5 separate regions of the Sus scrofa genome follow, and all the other regions are linked to region 3. The links are chromatin contacts, called in public Hi-C and HiChIP or PLAC-seq maps. All regions are on one chromosome and are shown on one strand. The core of a region is the stretch at or near the end of the contact, and the rest is flanking DNA. Distances in the headings are between cores, read along the strand shown. Region 1 has its middle 24 kb from the start of RGS9. Region 2 overlaps ARSG (arylsulfatase G). Region 3 has its middle 110 kb from the start of FAM20A. Region 4 holds the start of AMZ2 (archaelysin family metallopeptidase 2). Region 5 overlaps ARSG (arylsulfatase G).

Region 1 (2,700 bases), core at 181-2,680, 490 kb after region 3:
TTCATCAAGGTCAAAGATATATTCACATGTATCTTGGGCTAAAATAAAACAATGGAGGCTCAACAAATATTTGGATAAATACTTATCTTGAAGACTATTAAGAGTGCATATTTTTCCCTTTCTCTCCCAACTTGTCCCATTCAACAAACCATCTCCCACTCATGACTCGAATATAATGTATTTATTTATATCCCAAGTCAATCCAAAAAGGAGTTGCTCTGGCTTCCAAAAGACAAAAACCCTGATAATAAAACCAAGGTATATGAACTCAAATTGGAAAACAGATTGGAGAAGAAAAATTAAAAACCAAATATTCATTCCAGTTGCTCCCAGGGAGCCTAGTGCCAGGATTGAAGTGTTCTGCTGGTTAGGATGAAAAAGGAAACTTCATACACATCTCTCTTGATCAGGAAAAAGGATACATTGTGACTTTTTTTCAGGGAAGACCTAGTATTTCCTGGTCCCAAATTTGGAAAGAAATTTCTCCAATGGTACATGATAGAGAGACAGAATGAACCCTATCTTAATAACAGTTTGGTTAAAAAAAAAAAAAAAAAAAGGAGTTCTCGTCATGGCTCAGTGGTTAACGAATTCGACTAGGAACCATGTGGTTGCGGGTTCGTTCCCTCGCCTTGCTCAGTGGGTTAGGAATCTGGTGTTGCCGTGAGCTGTGGTGTAGGTTGCAGACTCGGCTTGGACCCCAAGTGGCTGTGGCTGTGGTGTAGGCCGGCAGCTACAGCTCCGATTGGACCCCTAGCCTGGGAACCTCCATATGCTGCAGGAGAGGCCCAAGAAATGGCCAATAAATAAATAAATAAATAAATGAATAACAGTTTGGTGTCAAATCAGAATTTTTTTCAAAAAGAAATTCACATAATTTGTTCCTATGACTTTTTGTAATAGAAATCTTTGGAGTTCCCGTTGCGTCTCAGCGGGTTAAGTACCCAATATAGTGTCCGGGAGGATGCAGGTTCGATCCCTGGATTCGCTCAGCAGGTTAAGGATTTGGCATTGCCCCAAGCTTCGGCCTAGGTCACTAAATTGAAGATGTGGCTTTGATCAAGTGTTGCCATGTCTGTAGCATAGGCCTGCAGCTGTAGCTCCCATTCAATCCCTATCCTGGGAATTTCCATATGCTGCAGGTAGGGCCATAAAAAAATAAAAAGAAGAAGAGGAAAAGGAGGAAGAGGAAGGAGAAGTCCTGACATTGCAGATTTGTCCAGAGATGCTGATACAGTGCAGGCATTTGAAAGCATAAAGGAGGAAGCTCAGACTGGCGAGGATTTTTTGGATGCAAATGCTGTTTTCTAATATATTAGTCATTCTTTTATTTTGCATCATTGTTTGCAAATGTAAACACTACGTCATCAGTGTTGTCATCCAAATCATGATTTTTAGTAAGATGCAATTTTGGGTGAATCCTCGGATGTGCAACTAGAGACCTATCTCTATGACAAAGGAGGAACTGGGGATTTGGTCCATCAGACACCAGTCCTTCTAAGTTAGTTCTCATCCGAGCTGTTGATTTGTACCGTGTCTCTTTTCACAACTGGGTCAATGAGGCACACAGGAGATACAAAATATAAAATGGTAAACTCTAAACTAAAAATCAAGACAATGAAAACAAATTAAATATGGAGACAAATCTACAGCCATACCGCCCTGAATGCACCCAATCTCATCTAAATATGGAGACGAGACCAGGGTGGCATAGGGTGAGGGTGGACAGAGAGAAGACAGTATAGCAATAAAGTCCTACTGTTGCCACAAATTGGTTGAACACTTGCTTTGGGCTTCAGGCAAAGTTCACTTACCCCCTGTGGTCCACAAACATCTTGCTGAAACACAACTACACTGTACATCCATCCGTCCCCTGGTCCCTGGCCCATTATGTCCATGAAAAACAGACTAAAGATGATGCAATGTGCTCTCTGCCAACAAGGGCCCCCAGAGGCCCTCACTTCCATTTCTGAGAGCTCTTGAGGTGGCTCAGCCTTGCTCTGTGCTGCTGATTCATTCTCATCTCTACCCCAGGCTTCCGCTGACTGCTCAGAGTTCGTCTCTCTCCTAACTTCGGCTCCCCTTTGATGTTACCCCATCACGGGCCTGATTCCACCTAGGGGCTTCGTTTCAGATCTGACCACCTAGCTCAAGTGGTTACCTCCCCGAGTGACCAACTGGTTGGCTCAAGTCATCACTTTTCATCTAGCCATGTTACAGGCTGTTGGCCAGTCTGTGGACTGCTGTGGCCTGGGTCAGGTGCTCCAGGGTCCCTGAACCAGTTAGCCACGGGTCAAGTCACAGGGTCCAAAATCTGAGCCAGGGAGTGGGGGTGGGAAAGACACATGGAAGGAGCAGTGGGTGAAACCATTTTCCTGGCAAGCAATCAAAGACTTCATCTGTTCATCTGGGAGAGGGATTGAGCGTGAGCGTGGGAAAACCAGCTGCCCTCTTGTCTCTGTGGCATCAGTTTTAAAAAATAAAGATCTTTGTCTTTCTGAACATCTTTTATTCCCAGTTGTTCACACCATTCTCTCCAGTATGTTAGGGACTTCAGGGAGCCATGCAGTAAACAATCCCTTTTAAATGTATGAAGGATTTCTGAATGTATTTTTTTTTTTCTTTTTACGGCCACACCCCCAGCATATGGAGGTTCCCAGGCTAGGGGTCGAATTGGAGCTGCAGCTGCCGGCCTACAAA
Region 2 (2,700 bases), core at 150-2,649, 330 kb after region 3:
GAGAAGCCCAGCCCGGACTTTTCTCATTCTTGCCTGTGACCCATGTATTCGTAATGTGCTAATTCTGTTCCCTAGGATGTCAATTCAATTACATCCATCTCAGGTTATAAAAGCCCCAGAGGTGGGAGACACATCAGGAGTTCTTGCTCTTCCTTCCGCATTCACTCGAAAGCCTGGTCTTCCTGCCTTTATATGCCACCAGGCTGTCAACCTCTCAAGGGCAGAACTGGCTGGGGGTCTCCCAGCATGACTCATACCTGCCCTTAGCAGAGATTCATTGTTGAATGACTGTTCGTTGGGAGGTTTAAGAGCAGAACAAATGAGAGCTGCTGGACAGGCTATTTTGAACTTGCGGTTGCGAAGCAGGCTGGCACCAAGGCCTCTCTGGTTAATATTTCAGTTCCTCGTCTCTCAGAGTGACTGGCATCTAGATCACCATGTTCCTGCAGAGCCCCGTCGGCTACACAGAGACATGAGGTTAGAACCCGGTCTGCACCTTGCCCCAGTGGACAGGTAGGCATCACATGATTTTTCTGTCTATTTGACCTACTTAACCAAGGACAAAGAGGCAAGTGCCTGACCCATGAGGCTGAGAGTTTACGAGGGGCCCATAGGATAGGACCTCTCCGAGCAAATAGCCGCGTTACAGGTGAGGGTGATGGGACAGGAGGACTTCTCCCTGAGAAGGGTCCTCCACCCTGAACCCGAATTACTCTGTGGGGCCAGGGGGCTGGCACAGATAGAGATGGAAGAGGATGGCATGGCCAGGGGAGGGTCTTTCTCTTGCCAATATAAGTCTCGTTCGGAAAGTTCTCTGGGCCCCTGCTCTCTCGGGGGTCCCCCAGACCTCACTGCCCTACAGCCTCCAGCGCCAGCCTGGGTGTCCTCTTCCTTCAGGATACAGCAAGATCCCAAAGGTGGCCGAAGGGCTGAGAAAGTCCCCAGAGGGAACAGAGCCGAGGAGGTTTTGCAAAAAGCTGATTCTGAAAAGAGAAATCACACCCCAGTGTTTGACTGAGTTGACGTCTCAGTTCAGTCCTCAGCGAGGCCCTTTTTAGAAACAGCCTCAAGCCCCTGGGAGACTCTGACCTTGGAGGGAGGGGGCACGGGGCGGCGGAGGTGGGGGGGAACAATCGATCTCTGATTCTGAGCTAAGTCATGGCCTGGACCTCTCAGGCAGCACAAACTTGATTCAAAATTAAATTGAGGGCAGAGAAGGGGTGGAGCAGAGAGGAAGAGAAAGCAAAGGTGAACGGATGAGAGGTCACAGTTTCCAAGTCAGGTTCCACACATCAGGATATTTACGAGATCCTGCCAAGCTCACCCCTATGTTCACTGCGGCCTCATTTACAACAGTAAGACTCTGAAGCAACTAAGTGCTCCTCGAGAGCCCAATAGATAAAGACGATGTGGTGTCTCTGCACAATGGACTATGACTCAGCCATAAAAAAGACTGAACAGTTGCAACGACATGGACAGACCGCGAAGGCATCATGCTAAGGGAACGAAGTCAGAGAAAGACAAAGACTGTACGACTGCACGTATATTTGGATTCTAAAACAGAAAACAAGTGGAGTTCCCACAGTGGCGCAGGGGGTGGACGATCTGGCTTGATTCTGTGGAGGAGCCAGTTCCATCCCTGGCCTGATGCATTGAGTTAAGGATCCAGTGTTGGCCCTGGAACTGGAGGGGATGCAGAGACAGGGGAGGAGCAGCCAAGAAACAGTAGGGCAGCCTGGGGGCAGAGTCCTGGTTCCCCCTCAACCCCTCAAAGGATACACAGAACAGTATCTTTGAGCTTTCGTTTGGAGAGCAGAACTAAAACTCCCAACAAGTGGGAGATGTTTACGTGATGAAGCAGTCTTCATTCCAGAAGAAAGTCACAGGTTGAGAACCTCGAGAACCACAGAAGCTCATCGGGTGACCCCCTGAGGCCAGATTAAAGGAAGGCAGGCCCGACACACACCCGGATCCTTGTCGGCAATGCCGCCCTTGAACTACTGCTATAAAACTTCTCACCAAGTCCTCCCCCGTTGGGACACTGATTTTTTTAGGCACTAGCCAGCTGTTGTCCCCCTTTGTCTAGCAAAGTGGTAAAGCTATTTTTTTCTCCTTCACTCAAAACTCTGTCTCCGATATTCCATTCGGCCTCAGTGGGCAGAGGCCAGGTTTCAGTGACACTCTTGAAACTGAGCAGGACCCTGGGGGGCTCCTGGGCTCACAAGCCTTCCTGGGTCCCCCATTTCTTGTTTTTAGGGAATACGCTTCAGGCTCCATGACCTTCCCTGAGTTACAAAGGGCAGGTTCAAACAGTTGCTAATCAGGGAAGGGAGGGGATGCGGAGACCTGGGGAGAAAGAGTCAAGGAACAATAGTGCAGGAGTTCCTGCTGTGGCGCAATAGGATCGATGATGGCATCTCTGCAGCACCAGGACACAGGTTCGATGCCCAGCACTGGCAATAGTGGGTTAAAATAGCGGTGTTGCTGCAGCTGCAGTGTAAGCTGCAACTGTGCAGCTCAGTTCTGATCCCTGGCCTCGGAACTCCATTTGCCATGGATCGGCCAAAAAAGAAAAGAAAAGAAAAGAAACAGGAGTGCAGCTTGGGGGCAGGTCCTGGTTCCTCTTCAAAGAATATACATAACAATATCTTTGAGTTCTTCTGCAGAACTAAAACCCCCAACAAATGAAGACCAGAGAGG
Region 3 (2,700 bases), core at 186-2,685:
GATCTGAGCTGCATCTGCACCTACACCGCATCTTGTGGCCATGCTGGACCCTTAACCCACTGAGCGAGACCAGGGATCAAACCCACATTCTCATGAAGATTACGTTGAGTTCTTAACTGGCTGAGCCACAAGGGGAGCTCCGATTTCCTTGCTTATAATGCTTACTCTTGGCCTCCTTCTGCTGTAGCATAAGTTCCATGAGGACAAGGATTTTTATATTTCCTATTCCTTGATAAATCCCCCACACAAGAACAGTATTTAACAGAAGCAGATGCTCAATTAATACGGAATGAATAAATAAATCATCAGAGCTGAGATTCAATCCGGGCTGGTCTTAGCAACTATCACTGTGGCGCCCTCTACAGAGGAGACTCGCACAGTCCCTCTGATGTACGGCTAGACTAGAAACCAACATCCCGAAGCCGACATTCCTCGGTAAGAGCATCCTCCATCCACCGACTGTCTTCGCTTAGACATCACAACCGATTTCTTGACGGTATCATCTGGTTCATATTAGGATAGTATGAGGCAGAGAACAGAAACAGGTAAAGCAAGCAGAGTCAGAGGCTGGGCTGGGGGACAATGTGGAGAGAAGGCAAGAGGCACAACAGGGACAAGTCACCAGCGCAGCCCACCTGGCAAGAAGCCCCAGGAAAGAAAGCTTCAAATCGTTTCACCCTGTTTTCTCCGCTGTGTAGAAACGGCTCAAGGATCTGATCTGTTTTGGGACTTGGGGTTAAATTCAAGTCTCGAGGGAGGACGTCATTAACCAGGAGCCCCAAAATGATGATGGAAATCAAAATGGCGAGTTAGAATTTAAGATTTCTAGCGAGTCCTGAGACTCCCATGGCACTGCTGCTTGTTGCAAACGAGAATCAGGTCTCTCCGTGGGCTCCATTTCAGAACAGCTTTTCAAGTAGAGGCTGCAGTACTCGAATGCAACTTAAGGTGGCGCTCTTGCTCTACTCAAAGGAATCAGGCTTCTCTGCTGCGGGCCACGCCTCACAGGTTTTTTAATTCCAAGAAACTCCAGTGACTCAGCCAAGGGAGGAGGAAGCATAAAATATAGACGAAGGATACTGCCTAATGCCCAGTGTACACAAGCTTGCCATCACCACCACCGACACCGAAAATTACTTTTTAGATGTATCCTTTCTTGGGCATCCCATCTTTTTGGTAGGATTTAGCACACACTAGGCAAATAACCACTGGAGCAGTGCCCTAAAACTGCCAGTGTGTAGGAAAAGCCCTAAGAGGGTACCATATGGGTTGAAGGTACCATTTTGTCTTGTTTCTGCCTGCTCCAGCAGAAAGGCCACCTCTCACGGTTTAGGGTTCCTTTCTTTTCAAGTCTTCAGGGCTGTCTTTTGGGGAGGTGAGCCATGATAGCCCCAGGGCAGGGCCTTGGTGCCAGCTTGCGTGTTTGTACATACAGGGCGTGACTCACACGGATTGCACAGGACTTCAGCTGCCCGCAGTTCTGCGGGAACAGAGTCTGTCTGTGCCTGCTGGGCAAACCCCTCAGTTAATCCTGCTGGTGGCCAAGACCATACCCTGTCATTAGGCCATGTATTTGACCACAGAGCTCAAAACATTTTAACGGCATGGGCTTGCTTAATCCTTGTCATCTTCGCCAAGTCTCTGATGCCCTTACATTTCAGGTTTCTGCTTTGCTTTGCGTATGGGGAAACCAGGCCAGAAACGTTGAGCGACCCTGCAGAGGTCATCCCAGGATTCAGAATTAGAATCATGGACACTTGACCTTTAATCAGAGGTGCTGACTTTCCAAATCTCTGCCTTCTTCCTCCCTACAACCCAATTCCCCCCCCCCCCCCCGCCAACAATCCTTTCCTTGTAGATATGGCATTGGTTTGGTTTATTCTTAGAGCATACACGGTCCCACAAGGACACAAATCCATGTCGGATTCTGTAGTTTTAAGCAGAGGCAACAATGTAGAGTTACTGGTATAACCCAAGAGTATGCAGAATCACCTACTTTTCACACTGGAGCCTGACTGCAGAAATAAACACACCGTCTCCTTCTTAGAGATACACAATTCGGCACGGCAGACTAGGAGCCCTGAGACATCCTGTAGGAAATAAATGGTTTAACTCCTTTAACCACATGTTTTCCAAACTTACTGAAACATACATGACTTTTTCCCGGAGTATCTCTCGATTTGCATCATTGGGGTCATCGTCCTTGGAAGAGCCTTTTGGAAATGCTGAATAATAGTATAATCCCTCTGTGTAGCCTAGGGTTGGGTGTGTAGGCAAAGACCTCCACTCGTGGTCCACCTTGCCATGCTGGGGAATTCCAGAGTTCACAGCATTAGTCTTAGAGTGAGTGGGATTTTTGTGGTCACCCACAGCATCCTGATAGTTGACAAAAGCCAAGTCCCATGGCAGTTTTCCGAGCCTGAGATTATAAAACAGAGAGTAGATTAAAAGCTGCTCTCTTCTTCTTTTTTTTTTTTTTTTTTGGCCATGCCTGCAGCATGTGGAAATTCCCAGGCTAGCCGATCAAATCGGAGCTGCAGCTGCTAGCTTATGCCACAGCCATAGCAACGCAGGATCCCAGCCGCCTCTGTGACCTTGTGGCAACCCCAGATCCTTGACCCACTGAGCGAAGCCTGGGATCGAACCTGGAGCCTCACGGACAATATGTCAAGTTCTTAACCTACTAAACCACGGTAGGAG
Region 4 (2,700 bases), core at 149-2,648, 400 kb after region 3:
TAATGCCCTGGAGTGATCACACCCAACTACTGTTTGCTCTCCCCATTTCTAACCCATTTCTTGGGGAGGGTCTCTGAAAGAGAGAGGAGAAAATCATGAAATTCATTCCTCCATCCCTTAGGGAACCTGCTCCTCTTATAACAACCAGTGGTAACCATAAGACACGGCCTGATTCCCCCTTTCCTTCTGTCATTTGGGGAAGAGTAACAATGTTATGAATTGACTCATTACAGCCACATGAAAAGTACTCATCCTTTCTAATGTGACTCAAAGAGGTCCAGGAAGAAACAAAAAGAGAACTAATGCAAACCCTGCCGGCTGATAACACAGATCAGCCCCGTTGAAGTTTACTGTCTCAAGGTCATGTCACCCCAGGAAAGACATCAGGTGACTAATCAAAGGCCAGACTTACAATGACAGGCTGCTTCCATTCACATCATGTTCCTATGAACTGATCTCATCCTTCCGTTTGAATGGGTGAACCAGCTGCCCCGCCACGAGGCTTTTTGAGTGAGGAAAGGAAAAAAACAGATATCATCCACTGGAACCTATATTTTATAACTATCCAGGCTTTTCCAGTTTAATGAAAGACAACTGATGGGAAATTTTAACCTAATGGCTGTTCTGGCTGGACATCTGAATTCTGGGGTTCCAGAGTGAGGAAGAAATTCCAAAACAAAGATCTCTATTGTCAGAGCTCTCCCGGGAGCAGAGAAACCTCGCTGCTCCACAACTGAGCTGAAATCTGACTTCTACAGCACAAAATAGCAAGCAAGATGTGCCCTCCTGTATTTCTACATACCTTTAGGGAGAGGAAGGATCCCATTGAAGTTTTTGCCTCACAAGGACAGGCATGTCGGGGCCTGGTGGGAAACTTGTGTGGGGGGCCTTCACCCTGATAGTAAAAAGGCAGGGTGAACGGTCAGGAGGCCTCCTGTGGCCTCCCAGGTCTGCTCTGGGTGGCGGGGGGGAGGCAGATGGGGGTCACTTCAGTGGGATGGAGGCCTGTAAAGCTGTCCGTGTTCTAACCAGCACGTCCCAGGTGAAGCGGGGCAAGTTGCCTATAGCAACTCGCAGATTGGGCTCGGCCGTGCAAGGGCGACCCGGACCACGGCTGGGGGCGGAGTGGGGATCCCAAGGGGACTCTCGCTTCGCCTTTTCCACCCAAGGAAGGCCCAGCCTAGTTCCCCGGAGACACCCCGCCCCCGCTGTCCTCCCGGCTTCCGCCGCAGGCTGCTCCTCCCACATCCTCATCCCTCCCCACCGACCGCGACAGTCGCCATCCTCTACAGGCAAGAATGCCCGGCTAGGAGGGCCCGGCCCGGCTCTGACGGCTCCCCCGCACTATCCTCACCCCTCCAGGCGTAGACACCGCCCGCCTGCCTCCCGCGGCGGCCCTGCGCGCCCGCTCACCGCACGCGGCGCCGCGCCACGCCCCTTCGACGGACGCCCCGCCCACCACACGCCGCTCGGTTCCGTCGCGCCCCGCCCCGCCCCGCCGCACGGGCCCGTCTCGCGGGAGCCAATCCCGTGGCCGCCACTGTTCTCGCGACCTAGAGCGGAGCAGGGTCACTAGGGGGCGACGGGGCGCCCAGATCCGTCCCCATGCTCGCCCTTTTCGGCCTCGCCCTCGCAGAAGCGCCGCTCCCAGCCTCTAAAGGGCTGGTCTCCTACCATGCTGGGGCGGGGCGGCCGCGTCCCGGGATTTGCTGGTTTGTCAATGTGCTCAGCGGGCCGTGGGTTTGAGAAGCGCCCTCGACGTGACTAGTTCAACCAGGCGGTTCCAAAATAAATCAGCCGTGGCCACAGGCTGACGCACAGCCTCGGCGCGTGCTCCCAGCTGTCGTCACCCTTTATCTGGTGGCAGCCTCTGCAGCCACTGGGGCGTGGGGGTGCAGCGAGTGGCAGGCGGCGCGGAGGCGGTGTCCGAGACCCGTGGCACTAGCAGGATTTCCGCTTCACCCAGGGATGCGTCCCTTGGCCTCTCACGAGTGCTGAAAGGGCCAAAATGCGTGTGCCAAAAAGATGTTGGGAAGAAGAAAGGGGCGCCTTCGGGCTTTGCTACTGAACTGGCCCTGTGGCCTTGGAGACGCAGTTGAACGTCTCTGGGTCTCGAGGTTCACTGTAGAGGATGAGAAGAGAGAGCTCTGATCCGTGAGGCCCCCCTTCAGCCCTGGGAAGTTGAGGGTTCCCATGACCCACTCCTGTTCTGCCCCCTCATGCAACCAGCGCTCATTCGTGTAGATATTAGGACACGCTCAGTACTAGAGAAGGAATGGGGACCCACTCGATCATGTGGGTCTCCAGCTGACTTCCAAACAAGCCCAGCCACCTCCTACACCCTCCTTTGTCTCCAACTCAGTTCATTCTTCCCCAGGTTTATCCCATGCTCACCACCCTGCCTATCCCAGCAGCTCCCTGCAGAGGAACCCTGGGCAAGACCTATTCCTTTCAAACCTGATTCCTCAGACTTCCACCTTTTTACATGGATTCTCTTCCAACATCTCAACTTAAAGGACACCCAGCTTTCTTCCCAGGGCATCACTTCTCTCCCAACCTTCACTCAGAAATACTCCTAAATTCGGTTTTTCATTTCCAAGCCGCTGTCCTACCCCTGCAAAGCAATCTCTGTTCTGCTGAAGTTCAGGCCATTTTACCAGACTCGAGTTTTTCTTCATCCTAATTTCCCTTCCCTTTCTT
Region 5 (2,700 bases), core at 119-2,618, 260 kb after region 3:
ATGGAAGAGACTGTGCGGAAAAGAATGTCTGTGTATGTGTGACTGGGTCACTTTGCTGTACAGCAGGAACTGACAGAACTCTGTCATTCAATTATAATTTAAACAATTAACAAAACAAAACAAAACACAAAAAAACTCTGCTAGGTGCTCCCTGGACAGCATTCCTTTCTTTGTCATGGTCCCTGCTCCCCATTGTTGTGGCTCTGCACATGGGAGGAAAAAGAAATTTCCAGATTCAAAGCAAGGTGTAGACAGGATTGTGTCTGTTTTTATAGCCCAAAGACAAAGGAGGGCAAGGAGTGGTGTGCCATACACCTGCGGACCTGCTGGTTGGCTGGGGAAGAATGGGGTCTTTGTATATACTTGCTGGTTGGTTGGGGGCATATAGGGGTGGGGTAAGGCGTGGGCCCCAGAGCTCTTCCAGAGGGGGCGGGGGAGACGTAGGCCAAGTTGATCAAAGGGGAGGAGGTGAGAAGTGGGCTGCCTACCTTTCCTAGTATCGGGGTAGGAAGGAGTGGGCCAAGTTGCCCTTGGGCGGGAGGGAAGGTCCTTAGGACCATTGTAACAATTACAGTGAGACAAGTGGGATGAGAAGGGTCTGATAATGCTTCTCTCCCCGGGAGGCTTTTTGAATTCCATCTCCCTGGAGAAGCCTTGAAGTCCCACCCCCATCACACCCCCAAACCCACCCCTAGCCCCGCAGCCCAGCCCCCAAACACCGACAGACACAGGCCTGGGTCCACAATCAGCCAAATGCAGGGAGTCTGTGTGAAGCAGCCCTTTGGCTAGTAAGTTAATCGGAGTGGGTTACGGCTCTGCCTGAATTCCTAGGCTCAGGACTAGCCATGGAATCTGCGGGGTCCGGTGCAAAGTGAGGGGAGAAACCGAATCCAAAAATTAAGAATTTCAAGCACATGTGCTTTAACACAAGCGCAGGGTCCTTCTCTGTGGGAGACCCTCTGTGACTGCAGAGGTCACTCACCCAGGAGGTCGCCCTGCCTGAGCCCCACCTCTCACATTCAAGAAGTGGCCTGGGAACCTGCATCTTTTAGAAATATTCCCAGGGCGTCTGATGCAAAGGGGAGGGGATCGTCAGACCTCCTGGACAAAAGGCTTCTGCACCCTCCAGTCGACTTTTTGGCTCTCACGTGAGCAAAGCTGGCATAAAAGGCATCCCTGAGAGGATGGCTCAGCATGACTGGTCCAGAACTGCGCTCAGCCTTCCCTCGGGACGCAGGTCGCCTTTGACGCGGTCCTGCTGCGCTCAGACTGTGAGAAAACCTTCTTCACCAGGGATGGAAGAATCGCCCTGCCACACGGTTAACCTAGGGCAAGGTTGGGTAGAAAACAAATGACTAGCATCCTCAGTAAGCTGGTGGATTGAGGCTGGAAGCGTGAGACCAGCCCTGGTATGAATCATGACCGATATATATCGCTGGAAAGGCGCTTATGTGATTCAAAGTTTCCATGGAGCTAAAAAAAAAAAAAAAAAAAAAAATGAGAAACATCTGTTGCAGCAGTAAACAGCTGTCCCCCCAAGTTTCCCGGCTCTGAAAGGATGCCAGTGAGGGTGGGGCTCCTCCCACACCTGCTGCTTCCGTGCTCTCGTGACAATCCTGCAAGTACACCCCCACCCCACCCCCAGTGTGATGGCAGCAGGCTTCTTCCAAACAGGAAAAGAAGTCGCAACTCAAAACCCTCACTTCTTCCAACCCTGCAGGAAGCCAAGCCTCTCACCGCAGGAGGCTGTTTTGTTTCCTTCTGGAAAGGGCAGGAAGTGGGAGACTTGGAAAAATCTATTGTCAACTGATCTATGATGTCCTCAGACACCCAGAAGATGGGAGTCAAGGTCCGCCGGTTCCAATCACAGACGTTATTTGAGTTTCAGTAACAGAAAATCCATAAGGGTGGGCTGCCACGTTCAGGATATTTATCCAGCGTTACCAGGCACCACTTCCGAAATCCAAGAGGAAGCAAAGTGGCTCACTCTCAGAAACGTGGATGGACTTTGGAAAACTTGTATATGCCTTTCTTTCCCCTTCGGGCAGACTGACTATGGCGTTCTTGTTTATATCAACATAGGAAGGAGGCTGGTGAATTTACACATGAATCACAGCTGAAGACATTTCCTCTCCAGAGGACACTCGCTCCAAATTTCAAAGATAACTTTATCTTCTGCAAACATGTTGCATCTTCTCAGTGGTCTTTCTCACCTGTTGGCTTTGTTTTGTTTTGTTTTGCTTCAAGCAGGGGGCGTCTCTTTGCGTTAGGCTGGTGTTGATGCAGCTTCCCCAGAAGCAGGGGTCTCTGACCCCAGCAGGTGGGAGCTCACGGCTCCAGTTCTCCAAAAGTGGTCAGCCACTGGCCACCACTCCGGACAGCATCTTTCACCACTAGGGGCCTCCCTTCTCCCTAAGAGAAGTGATCCGTGTTCCAGAGACTAAGCCCCAGCCTCTGTTTCCTCAAAGTACCACCTCCAGGGACTTACCGAGCATTGTAAGACCCACGTAGCCCCAGACTGGTTTGGGCTGGATGGATGCAGAGCCATTAAGGAAGCCTTTCCTTGGCTGACAATTTTCAGACTTGGCCATGGCAACCTGGGGCTGAGAGAGGACTTGACATTACAATCTCCGCCTTCTTCTGGGAGCCAGACAAGCACAAAGTAGGATACTTGGTGCCAAGCTGTGTGCCCTCCCCCGC

What was found. A called contact is a pair of places that touch in the nucleus more often than the background predicts. HiChIP or PLAC-seq counts read pairs in DNA pulled down with a chosen protein or histone mark.
Region 1: an H3K27ac HiChIP or PLAC-seq map of alveolar macrophages shows a contact between it and region 3. The contact joins two enhancer-like sites. A contact is called at or near these places in 5 of 47 Hi-C or Micro-C datasets (embryonic fibroblasts, fibroblasts, omental adipose tissue and 2 more) and 1 of 2 datasets of contacts at active chromatin or transcription factors (alveolar macrophages).
Region 2: an H3K27ac HiChIP or PLAC-seq map of alveolar macrophages shows a contact between it and region 3. The contact joins two enhancer-like sites. A contact is called at or near these places in 1 of 47 Hi-C or Micro-C datasets (epiblast stem cells) and 1 of 2 datasets of contacts at active chromatin or transcription factors (alveolar macrophages).
Region 4: a contact with region 3 is called in a Hi-C map of embryonic fibroblasts, with 2.6 times the contacts expected there. The contact joins the promoter of AMZ2 here to the enhancer-like site in region 3. A contact is called at or near these places in 5 of 47 Hi-C or Micro-C datasets (embryonic fibroblasts, liver, mesenteric adipose tissue and 2 more) and 1 of 2 datasets of contacts at active chromatin or transcription factors (alveolar macrophages).
Region 5: a Hi-C map of embryonic fibroblasts shows a contact between it and region 3, with 4 times the contacts expected there. The contact joins two enhancer-like sites. A contact is called at or near these places in 1 of 47 Hi-C or Micro-C datasets (embryonic fibroblasts) and 1 of 2 datasets of contacts at active chromatin or transcription factors (alveolar macrophages).

The regions. Positions count from the first base shown.
Region 1 is chr12:11,990,066-11,992,765 of Sscrofa11.1, forward strand. No RefSeq gene overlaps it. Among named protein-coding and RNA genes, the nearest start is that of RGS9, 24 kb to the right of the region's middle. Within about 2 kb of position 1,431, at least 2 of the 83 cell types and tissues checked have an H3K27ac peak or open chromatin away from gene starts, as enhancers often do. A contact at or near this core is called in alveolar macrophages, where this site is marked.
Region 2 is chr12:11,828,347-11,831,046 of Sscrofa11.1, forward strand. The region is part of intron 2 of ARSG (arylsulfatase G); the gene reads right to left. LOC110255982 (a long non-coding RNA gene) reads left to right here. Exons shown (of 4, transcript XR_002337055.1): 3 at 401-513. Among named protein-coding and RNA genes, the nearest start is that of SLC16A6, 28 kb to the right of the region's middle. Within about 2 kb of position 1,400, at least 3 of the 83 cell types and tissues checked have an H3K27ac peak or open chromatin away from gene starts, as enhancers often do. A contact at or near this core is called in alveolar macrophages, where this site is marked.
Region 3 is chr12:11,497,131-11,499,830 of Sscrofa11.1, forward strand. No RefSeq gene overlaps it. Among named protein-coding and RNA genes, the nearest start is that of FAM20A, 110 kb to the right of the region's middle. Within about 2 kb of position 1,436, at least 25 of the 83 cell types and tissues checked have an H3K27ac peak or open chromatin away from gene starts, as enhancers often do. A contact at or near this core is called in alveolar macrophages, embryonic fibroblasts, liver and 2 more, where this site is marked.
Region 4 is chr12:11,893,613-11,896,312 of Sscrofa11.1, forward strand. AMZ2 (archaelysin family metallopeptidase 2) reads right to left here and starts at 1,399. Exons shown (of 9, transcript NM_001243604.1): 1 at 1,355-1,399; 2 at 803-895; 3 at 413-502.
Region 5 is chr12:11,761,198-11,763,897 of Sscrofa11.1, forward strand. All of the region lies in intron 10 of ARSG (arylsulfatase G), which reads right to left. Among named protein-coding and RNA genes, the nearest start is that of WIPI1, 47 kb to the left of the region's middle. Within about 2 kb of position 1,369, at least 20 of the 83 cell types and tissues checked have an H3K27ac peak or open chromatin away from gene starts, as enhancers often do. A contact at or near this core is called in alveolar macrophages and embryonic fibroblasts, where this site is marked.